Linked DNA regions of Mus musculus: regions 1 and 3 are each linked to region 2. The links are chromatin contacts, called in public Hi-C and promoter capture Hi-C maps. All regions are on one chromosome and are shown on one strand. The core of a region is the stretch at or near the end of the contact, and the rest is flanking DNA. Distances in the headings are between cores, read along the strand shown. Region 1 has its middle 96 kb from the start of Gm30799. Region 2 holds the start of Pcnx (pecanex homolog). Region 3 holds the start of Cox16 (cytochrome c oxidase assembly protein 16).

Evidence for each region. Promoter capture Hi-C pulls out the DNA fragments that hold promoters and counts their contacts. Hi-C and Micro-C count contacts between places; a contact is called where the count stands out from the background.
Region 1: a Hi-C map of regulatory T cells shows a contact between it and region 2, with 2.7 times the contacts expected there. The contact joins the enhancer-like site here to the promoter of Pcnx in region 2. A contact is called at or near these places in 3 of 39 promoter capture datasets (embryonic stem cells, neural stem cells and pre-B cells), 10 of 484 Hi-C or Micro-C datasets (CD4 T cells, CD8 T cells, the N1E-115 cell line and 4 more), 6 of 115 datasets of contacts at active chromatin or transcription factors (bone marrow-derived macrophages, embryonic stem cells, memory CD8 T cells and 3 more) and 2 of 9 other capture datasets (adipose tissue and liver).
Region 3: a promoter capture Hi-C map of pre-B cells shows a contact between it and region 2. The contact joins the promoter of Cox16 here to the promoter of Pcnx in region 2. A contact is called at or near these places in 2 of 39 promoter capture datasets (the HPC-7 cell line and pre-B cells), 1 of 484 Hi-C or Micro-C datasets (CD4 T cells), 2 of 115 datasets of contacts at active chromatin or transcription factors (embryonic stem cells and memory CD8 T cells) and 2 of 9 other capture datasets (adipose tissue and liver).

What each region holds. Positions count from the first base shown.
Region 1 is chr12:82,164,284-82,167,432 of GRCm38.p6, forward strand. No RefSeq gene overlaps it. Among named protein-coding and RNA genes, the nearest start is that of Gm30799, 96 kb to the left of the region's middle. Within about 2 kb of position 1,503, at least 10 of the 459 cell types and tissues checked have an H3K27ac peak or open chromatin away from gene starts, as enhancers often do. A contact at or near this core is called in memory CD8 T cells and regulatory T cells, where this site is marked.
Region 2 is chr12:81,858,746-81,861,996 of GRCm38.p6, forward strand. It overlaps Pcnx (pecanex homolog), which reads left to right and starts at 1,285. Exons shown (of 36, transcript NM_018814.3): 1 at 1,285-1,779. The coding sequence starts at 1,627.
Region 3 is chr12:81,483,680-81,487,299 of GRCm38.p6, forward strand. Cox16 (cytochrome c oxidase assembly protein 16) reads right to left here and starts at 1,458. Exons shown (of 4, transcript NM_001309809.2): 1 at 1,218-1,458. The coding sequence starts at 1,286. The region is part of intron 3 of Gm20498 (predicted gene 20498); the gene reads right to left.

The DNA of each region.
Region 1 (3,149 bases), core at 253-2,752, 310 kb after region 2:
GTCTTAGCCATATACAGACTTTGGTGTGTGAGGGGAGTCACTATTTCCTGAACAATTCTGTATGACACTGTTATGTATTGTAGGTAATATGAAGAGGATAATAATAATTTAACGTATTCTGGAGGATATGTGCAGGTTATATGCAAATTCCATGCCATGTTTACTACAGGACTAAGAGTTTGTGTGTTTGTGACAGGGGAATAAGGGTGGTGGGTAGGTAGGTCCTGGCCACAGGCCCTCTGGTGTACTGAATGGCAACTCAATATAATTTTTTAGATTGAAACGGGAACTTGTGTTTTAATATTATTATTTTCTTCAAGTTTCATGAGAATCTCTGGGAAGTCTCTGAGCAGCAAGGTGAGATGATCTGACTTATGTAAGCTCCACACGCTACATCAAACATGCAGATTAGATATTAGTGGCAGAGTGCAGAGTAGGTAGACTACATGGAGACTAAGAGGGGGCACCATTGTGACAATCGGGTGGGGAATGGCTTGAAGCAGAGAGGAAGAGTTACCACGGGTGGACACGTTCTGAAGGAAGGGCCAACAGTATGGATTCATGGTTTGGATGTGTGCTGTGAGAAAACAGAGAAGTTAAGAATGGCATTAAGAAGTTTCCTCTGGGTTTCTGGAACTCTGGGAGGGCAGCATTCACTGAAGTGGAGGAGATCATAGCACACTGGTTTTGGGGTGGAGGATACCTTGAGCATTCTAGTTTTAGATGTGAGATGTTTGCATATTGGGGTGCTGAGTAAGGATATGGATGGACAGTCTGGAGTTTGTGGGATGTGATGACTGGCCTGGATGTGTAAAATGGGTAGCGGTCAGTTTGCCATAGTCACCAGACTGCTAAGGTCTTGAAAGTCATCACCAGCGTGGTAAGGTCACCATGAGGTGAGAGAGGATGGCATGAGGGGAAGACAGATGTCCATGGAGGTGTGAGACTAAAAGGCTGAATGGTAGGACTGACTCTTCATCAGAGGTAAGGAGCAGAAAGAGTTTCCAAAGGTGAGTCTGCTTGGCTTCGTCCCTGCTGCCAAGAGGTCCAGCCAGGTGAGGACACACAGAGTTTAGGATGAGATTTCATTGCTGTTTTTGAGGATACCAGTTCCCACGGAGTAGCCAGTGAGAGGCTGCTCCCAGTGGCTGCAGGAGAATGGAAGGGAAGGGAGGGAAGACAGCAGGGCCTCAACACGCTCTCCCCAAAGACTCTAGATTTGAAATGAAGCAAGGGCAGATGTGGAATGTAGAAAATGCCTTACTTTTACCATGGTACATGTCTTAGCTAGGGTTTCCATTGTTGTGAAGAGACACCATGACCAAGGCGACTCTTAGAAAGGACAACATTTAATTGGGGTTAGCTTACAGGTTCAGAGGTCCAGTCCTTCATCATCAAGGCAGGAAACATGGCAGCATCTGGGCAGGCACGGTGCAAGAGGGGGAGCTGAGAGTTCTGCATCTTGTTCTGAAGGCAAACAGGAAGACTGCTGTCTTCCAGGTAGCTAGGAGGGGGGCTCTCTCACTCTCACAGTCACATACTTCCTCTAACAAGGCCACACCTCTTAATAGTGTCACTCCCTGGGCCAAACATATTTGAACCATCACAGTGCATATTACAGAATGCCTATAAGTCCATGGAAGAAAAAGCTTCAGGAGCCGGGGAATGGCTCAGTGGGTGAGGTGCTCTCTGTAGTTCCGATCCCAAGAACCTATACGGTAGTGTTTATCTGCAATCCAGGTGCTCCTATGGGAGGCAGAGATGGGAGGATCCTGGAAGCTCCAGGGCAGGGCAGCCTGGAGGGTGTAGCTCAGCCATAAATGACAAAGAGAGAGACCTTGCTTTAAACCCGGTCAAAAGAAGGTGGGGACTGATCCCAAGTGTGTCCTCTGAACTCTATACACAGCGAATGAAAGCATCCCGTTCATACGCATGTGCAAAAGAGAGATGGTTCACTAGAGAGGGAAACTTCTCTGCTCTACGCCAGTAACGTACAGTTACAGAGTCGATGTCCCTCAGTTGGAGAGGATCAGGGTAGGACACAGAGCAGGAAGTTAATCTCAGCTAAGATCTGAGAGGTTGCTGTCAGTGGCAGAAAGCAAAGCAGAGAGCCTGTGTCCCGGCAGGGTAAATCAGATAGAGTGTGCAGGCACACGCAGACAGGCGGAGTGTCCAGGAAGGGGGTGTGTTCAGCTTCTTTTTTTCCTGTCCTCTTTGTTTCACAGATGAAAGGAGCAGGGGCGCTTTCAGTAACGCGCAGTGGTTTGGTGAAGGGGACCTCGTGACATTTGTCTTTATAGAGTGGAGAGGGAAGCATGGTGGCTCCTCTGTAATTTAACACAGGAAGCTAATTGATTATAAAGCAATTGCTGTTTCAGATGTATAACGAGTACTGTTCTGTAGCTGGGAGAATAAGGAATCCCACGTTAGGGCAGAGTTAAACTACATGGAGCTGAAGTAACAAACTCGTCACTTTTAACCAACACTGGATTTTGGAATCCGGCGTCCTTCATCAGGGCCTCATAAAAAGTGCTGAAAAAAGTTAATAGATTTGGCTAACACTTGGGTGGACCGTTTCAAAGAGCTCTTTGGGATTCGTAAAACAGGTGGCCTTCAGAATAGTGCAGTGTTGGTCAGCCATTGTTTAAGGGCCAAACTGTTACATTACTGAGTAAGAACTGATTTATAATATCCAGGGGTGTTAGGAAGGTCTGATCCGTAAATAGATGCATGGGCTGATGGTGACATGAGATGACTTGGTGGGTAAAGGGACCTGAGGATTGGAGTTCAGTTCCCAGAATCTACAGGATTGGAGGTGAGAACAGGTTGTGTGCTATATGCCTCTGACCTCCACATGTGCAACGTGGCATATAAATGTCCACACCCACATATGTGCAAATAAAGACATTTTTAAAAACATGGTTCAGTTCCTGATAAACTGTGAACACAATGCCATTCTATCTTCCTTCCTTTCTTTCTTCCTTCCTTCCTTCCTTCCTTTCTCTTTCTTTCTTTCTTTCTTTCTTTCTTTCTTTCTTTCTTTCTTTCTTTCTTCCTCTCTTTCTTTCTTTCTTTCTTTCTTTCTTTCTTTCTTTCTTTCTTTCTTTCTTTCTTTCTTTCTTTCTTTCCTTTCTTCCCAGTCGCCTTGG
Region 2 (3,251 bases), core at 35-2,534:
TTTTCTAAGTCATTCTGAGGTGATGCCCCCATCACCTTTGAGAACAGCTGACTATATCCTTAAGCCTGAAGGTCCTGCCTGAGTTCTAACTCCTACCTGAGTGGATATGAAAGGCTCAGTCCATGCTGCTAGGATGAACGCTGACTTCTGAGCACTCCACAGCTTATTACTTATGAGAACCTGGGCAATCACTCTGAGTGGCAGAGCCCTCACTGGTAAAAATAAGGATAGCCCTGGCTGTGTTAAAGGAGCGTTGTGAAGGTTAAGTGGAGCAGGTGTGAGCATAACCAGCTATACAGTGGCATGATACCCAGAGGCACTGCGATGGGTTTTAACCACTTCTTAAAATGTCACCAACTGCTCTGTCTCACTTGCTTTCCTCATTAATTATAGCAACTTTAATCTGGGAAAACAGAGTACGTTTATTGCTACAATAAACTCAACCTTCAAACCCTTAAAAAAAAAAAGCCATCCAGTGAGATCAGACATACTTCAGAAACATTAGACTGGGCCAAGAATGATTCCCAGTTTTCACAGCTATAAAAAGAGAAGTACAAGACCCCATTCAAAGTTTGGGTGGAGTCAGGAATCTTTCAACTCTGCTGAGATTGGCCCATTGATAAAAATGGTTACTAGTTGCACCACATGAAAAAGAAAAGTTGTGGTGCAAGCATAACTTGGTCATGTCATACTTTTGTATCTCTTGCAGCTTGTATTAATTTACACCTATTTGGAAGCAGTAAAGCTTCTAGTTCTTGACGTCGTCGCCCTTTTTCTCACTCAAGCTGCTTCGGGTCCAAAAAAGGGTAACACAGTTCTTTTCAACTCTGCTTTAATTCTTCCAGTCCTGCAGTGTCAAACTCAGACAGTTTACCCCCAAATGTTTTTTACTTGTTTTGTCTTGGGCAATTGCCACAAACGGCAGCCCCTGCAAGGTCTACGAATTCTGGAAGTCTGGAAGTCCGCTCGACTTTAAAGAGCTTGCAGTGGTCGGTCATGCCCGGTGCAGTGCCATCCGGGTTGCAAACTCGGACCCGACCGGATCCCACCCCACCCCACCCCACCCGACCCCACCCCACCCCACCCGACCCCACCCCCATCCCCACCCCGGCCAGATGCTGCTTCTGCAGGCTTCTCCCAACAGGAGGCGCCCGTGCGACCCAGGCGCTGCGCGTACCCGTGGGGACCGCTCCGCGGGTGGAGGGAGCAGGAGGAGGAGCCGGAGGGGGCGCGGCTTCCTCCGCGTCCTGCCGGGCGCCCGCTCGCCTGCTCCGCCGGGCCGAGGCTGGCGGCCGGCGGGGGTCGCGGCGGCGGAGGCGGCGGCGGCGGCGGCAGCGCTGGCGGACTGGGCTCGGGCTCGGAGCTCGAAGACAAGATGGCGGCGGCGCTCAGGAGCCCGGCCTCCTCCTCCTCCTCGCCGCTCTCCGCCCTGCCGCTCGCCGCCTCCTCCTCCGCCGTCTCCTCCTCCTCCTCCTCGTGCAGCAGCACCAGCGAGCGCCGCGGCGCCGGGCCGCTCTCCCGGAGCTCGGGAGGGGGCTAGACCGGTCCGCGGGCGCGCAGGCGACGAGGCCGAAGCTGGGGCCGGGGCGGGGACGGCGGCGGCGGCGGCGGCGACGCCGGGTGGGGATGGGGTCGCAGACGCTGCAGATCCTCCGGCAGGGGGTGTGGGCCGCGCTCAGCGGCGGCTGGTACTACGACCCGCACCAGGCCACCTTCGTGAACGCGCTCCACCTCTACCTGTGGCTCTTTCTGCTCGGCCTGCCCTTCACGCTTTACATGGTGAGTGGGGGCGGGGACGGGGACCCGCAGCGGACGCTCGGCTGTGATCCTCGGGGGCCCGGGGGTCGCGCCCCTGTCCTCCCCGCGTCCCGCGGTCCCGGCGGCGGGCGGACGCTCCCCTCCCCCGCTGGCTCCGCTCCGGGCCCCGGGTTTCCCGTGTTTTCAGCACCTCCCTTCCCGCCGGTCCCCGGCCGGGTCCCGCTTTCCTAGCGCCTCTCGTGCGGGTCTGCGTAACTGGCGCCCCGAGGCCTTCCATCGGGGGTCCCCGGTCGTTCCCCGGGCCTCGGACTATCTACCTCCCGCTCCCCGGGGGCATCCCCGCCCGCACCTCGGCCCCCGGCTGTGTGCGGAGCCCGGGGGAGGCCGTGCGCGCTCCGGCAGAAACGGAGTCGCAGGGTGTCCCGGCTCGTACTCGCTTCCCGTGCTGGGGGAAACCCCCAGCGGGCTCGCGCCTCCGCAAACCGCTGATCGGTTGAGTGCGGGTTCCATTCGGTTCAGCCCCGCGGCGAGGGACCGCGGTGTTGTCAGGCTAGCGCTGCCGGCAGGGAGCGGGGAGATACGAGAGCCTGGCTGGCGTTTGTTTGCGTTGGTTCAAGGCCTTTGACTGGCTGGGAAAAGGAGAGTGCCGCCGCCTGTTGCTTGGTGCTCTCGGTCCAGTTTCTCTGAAGTGTTTTTGGTGTTCCCAGACGGTTTCCTTCTATAGCCAAGGCTGGCCTGAGAGTCACTGTGCAGTCCAGGCCTCAGGAGTGTTTTTAGAGGATGTTTTCCTGAAAGATGTTTGCACATTTCTTAAAAATAAAAAATAAAATAAAAGCACAATTTTAGGTGGCACATTTGAGAAAACAAAGCTTTCAAATTTTAAAGTGATTGGAAGGAAGGATATTAACTTTTATTTTCAGGGAATTTCTGCTAACTTCATGGTTCTTCAGAGGGCTAGAACAAAGGTGCTGGGTTACTAAGTCCCCGAATGGAGAGTATGAGAAGTACCGCGAGTTAGGGCAGCCTATTTGCCTCTTTTCTCAGTATCACTAAGGCAGGAACATGCCTTGGGGGATGGCGAGTGTGTGTGTGTGTGTGTGTGTGTGTGTGCTCGCGCTAAATGTCACATTGTCAAGCAGATTCTGATTTCTAATAGGAATGTGTTCGAAGGGACTTACCCCAGCTTAAAGGAGCTGTTTATTACAGGACTTGGTCTTGTCAGATTCTGAAAATTTATCATTAAATGTTATAATTTCTGTTCATTGTGGCCGATCGGGTTCACTCTGCATCAGCATCCCTTCCAGGAGTGCGATGTCCTTAATGAGCAGCTCTGTGGCTGTGGTGGTGAGGCGGCCCTTCAAGCTCACTCGCTTTCAGAGCTGCCCTCCCGGGTGTCCAGACAGGTTGTACATTAAAGGCAAAATGATCGTTGGGAGGTCAGGATTTGTTGCTGTGCTGTGTAAGGTTTGGGTCTAAGCCTCTTTGTGGAATTA
Region 3 (3,620 bases), core at 208-2,707, 370 kb before region 2:
CTATATAGTAATTTTAAATAAAAAAGAATGCTATTTTGCACACATGTATGTGCATAAAGCAAACAGAAATGAACGACTAGCTAGCTGTGTGTGTGTGTGCACGCGCGCGCGCGCGCGCGCGTGTGTGTGTGTGTGTGTGCGCGCGCGCGCGTTATAAAACAGAAGAGGAGAAACCCAGAACTCAGAGGAGGATTTCTCAAATTGGGCATAGAAAGTGCTCTTTGCTTAACTTCTGGAAGGGCATCTGTAAAATAAATTAGGCTTAAGAGTTTTTTCTAGACAGAGTTCCAGAGTGTGCCTTCATAAGACTGATAGGACCATTTAAAAACTGACCAAGAAAGGAATTTCCATTTGTAAAGGAGCCTCTTTCCTGCTGGGTAGCCCCGAAAATAGGGCAGGGTGCTAAGTCTACATAGAAAGCCTAGCCCTGAGATTTTTTTTTTCTTTCCATAACATCTTGACTTTTATAATTTTGAAAGAAAATCAAATTGACTCCCATAGTGATAAATGGTAAGTCAGTAGCAACATCCGTGATTTTGAACGGCAGAGGAACTTGCAGAAATAAAAAAATTTATATATGCCTTGTAAATTGCTGTCATTTTATAAAAACGAACGCTTACCCCAAAACTCTTAAAGCAGATTGCAGAGTTCCCTAATTATCAAAACAAGATCCAGACACATCAAAGACGACTTAAAAAAACATATTACGTTTCTAAAATCAACCTTTCTTTTAGCAGTGCTTAAATACAAAAGGCACTTCACACGTGCCAAGAACCACACCAAGAAAAATGTCTTGTATTTTTAAAAGTTTTTGTTTATTTTCTTTTATATCGTAATATGCTAAAGCAAATTAACTTAACAATGATCAAACAACAAATTATGAACATAATTACTACAAATGAATGTAATTATTAAAGAAGACATTTGATTAGTCTTCTTGCAAAATCTCAACATTTAACCCAGGAAAGGTACTGTAAAACGGGGATAGTAACACGCGCGTTCACGAAGGGAAAGGAAACGGGGGGTGGGGGATGGCGGGACCCGAGGTACACTTTTGAGCGTGAACTTAAAAACAAAAACAAAAACCTCAAAGCTCCGGTGGCTCCCACAGACCCCCTAGTCAGCAGTATCCGAAAGACAGCACCAATACGCCACTCAGCCAAAGAGGGCCCGCCCCTTCCGGACTCGCAGCCCCTGCTCCCGTCACAGCCGCTCACCAACATGGGAACTCCATAGCGTAGAGTCTTGTTCTTACGCAGAGCTCGCAACACAGCGGGCGCAATCATGGCAGAAGGTGCGGCCTGCTTAGTCAGCCGCTTCCAGAGCGAGCCCAGCGCGGCCCGCAACACGTCTCAGGCGAAGTTGTAGACTCAGCGCAGGCTTTGGGTGCCAGGTCCACGCCTGATAAGCCTCCCCGAGGCAAACGGAAACGATTGGCCTTAACGCACTTCTGCTTCCTCCCTCCCCCGGAAGTCGAGGCTTCTGAGCTCTGGTTCCGTGACCTCAGGATACGCCGGGTGCAATTGGGTTTTTCGATTTGGAAAATCTGTAATTCGCATATTCTGGATCTTGACTTCTGCGACTCAAGAAACTCAGATAAAGGGCGGGGTTGGTTTTTAAGCTAATGCACAAGTAGCACCAGGTTAATGAACACATTTTAAGTCGTGGCTCATCAGTTGTAACTGAACTTTTTAAAATTTTTTATTATTTTATTTATTTACAATTCAAATGCTATCCCCCGTCCCGGTTTCTGCTCCGCAAACCCTCTATCCTACTCCTTACTCTCTGCTTCTTTGAGGGTGCTCCCCCACCGACTCCCACCTCACTGCCCTAGCATTCTCCTACACTGGAGCATCAGGCCTTCAGAGGACCAAGGGCCTCTCCTCCAATGGATACCAGATAAAGCCATCCTCTGCTACAAATGCACCTGGAGCCATAGGTCCCTCCACGCATACTCTTTGGTTGGTGGTTTAGTCCCTGGGAGCTCTGGGGAATCTGATTGGTTGTTCTACCTATGGGGTTGCAAATCCCTTCAGTTCCTTCAAGTCCTTCCCCAACTCCTCTATTGGGGTCCCTGTTCTCAGTCCGATGGTTGGATGTGAGCATCCACATCTGTATAGGTAAGGCTCTGACAGCCTCTCAGGAGACAGCTATATCAAGCTCCTTGCAACAAGCACTTCTTGGCATCGGCAATAGTGATGGCTGTATGGGTATTGATCAACAATAGGTTTGGTAGCTGCATATGGGATGGATCCCCAGGTAGGGCAGTCTCTGATGGCCTTTCCTTCAGTCTCTACTCCACTCTTTGTCCCTATATTTTCTTTAGACAAGAGCAATTTTGGATTAAAATTTTTGAGAAAAGTGGGTGGCCCCATCCCTCAACTGGGGGTCATGTCTAACCTCTGGATATGGTCTCTACAGGTTCTCCCTCCCCTTTGTTGGGTATTTCAGCTAATGTCATCCCCATTGGGTCCTGGGAACCTCTTGCTTTCCTGGTGTCTGGGACCTTCTGTTGGCTACCTCCTGTTCATCTCCCATTGCAACACACCTTTCTGTTCAGTTCCCTGATCCTGGCTCTGTACATCTCCCCTGTTTCTTCCCACCTGACCCTGCCCCCCCTTTTTTTCTTCTCCCCTTCCTTTATTCCTCCCAACCTTCCCACCCTCTATCTCCCATGATTATTTTGTTCCCTCTTCTAAGTAGGACTGAAGCATCACACTTTGGTCTTCCTTCTTCTTGAGCTTCATATGGTCTGTATAAGTTGTATCATGAATATTCCAAGCTTTTTTTCCTAATATCCACTTATCAGTGAGTGTATACCATGTGTGTTCTTTTGTGACTGGATTACCTCACTCAAGATGATATAGTCTAGGTTTTTTTTTTTTTTTTTTTTTTTGCCTGCGAATTTCATGAAGTCCTATACTTAATGAATGAACACTTGTTTTTCATTGTTTGTGTGCCTCTGGATGAGTCAAGAAACACAGAAACAAAAAAGAAGAAACAGGTCATCTAATAGGGACACAAACTAGAAAGTATGATAGTTTGGATGAACAAAACACCTGCCTTGTCTTTTCCAGGAAGAGACAGAGAAAACCTTTGCCTCTGCCTCTGTCTCTCTGATGCCACTGAAATGCTTTGGGAGTAGCCTCACAAGTAACCACAGGAGAAGCTACGTATCTCCTTAAGCTTAGGATAACATCTATGTCAGGGGGAAAGAGGGCATAAAGGCAAAGGGGAGACTGAATGATCTTAATCTCACACAGCACTGGAAAGACAGGTTTATACATAATTAAAAGATCCTCTCTGTCTCTACAATTTTCAGAGCAAGTTTAAAATTATTTGTTAGAAGACTACAGTGTGGTGCTGTTTTGTTGTGGTGGTGTTTTTGTTTAGTTGGTTGGTTTTGCCACTTTTCATTCCATACTAATATTCCTTACTGAATATGCCATGAATTTACACACCTCCAATTTACACACTCCCATAGTACTTGAAGTCCACTGTACTCTATAGGCAACATAAATTATTCCCTCTTCAGAGCTCCATAGCCTTTGACTTATAACTTGGCACACTGTGTATTGTGTTAGTGTATAAAAGTGTCACTATTGTTAGTAGCATACAAA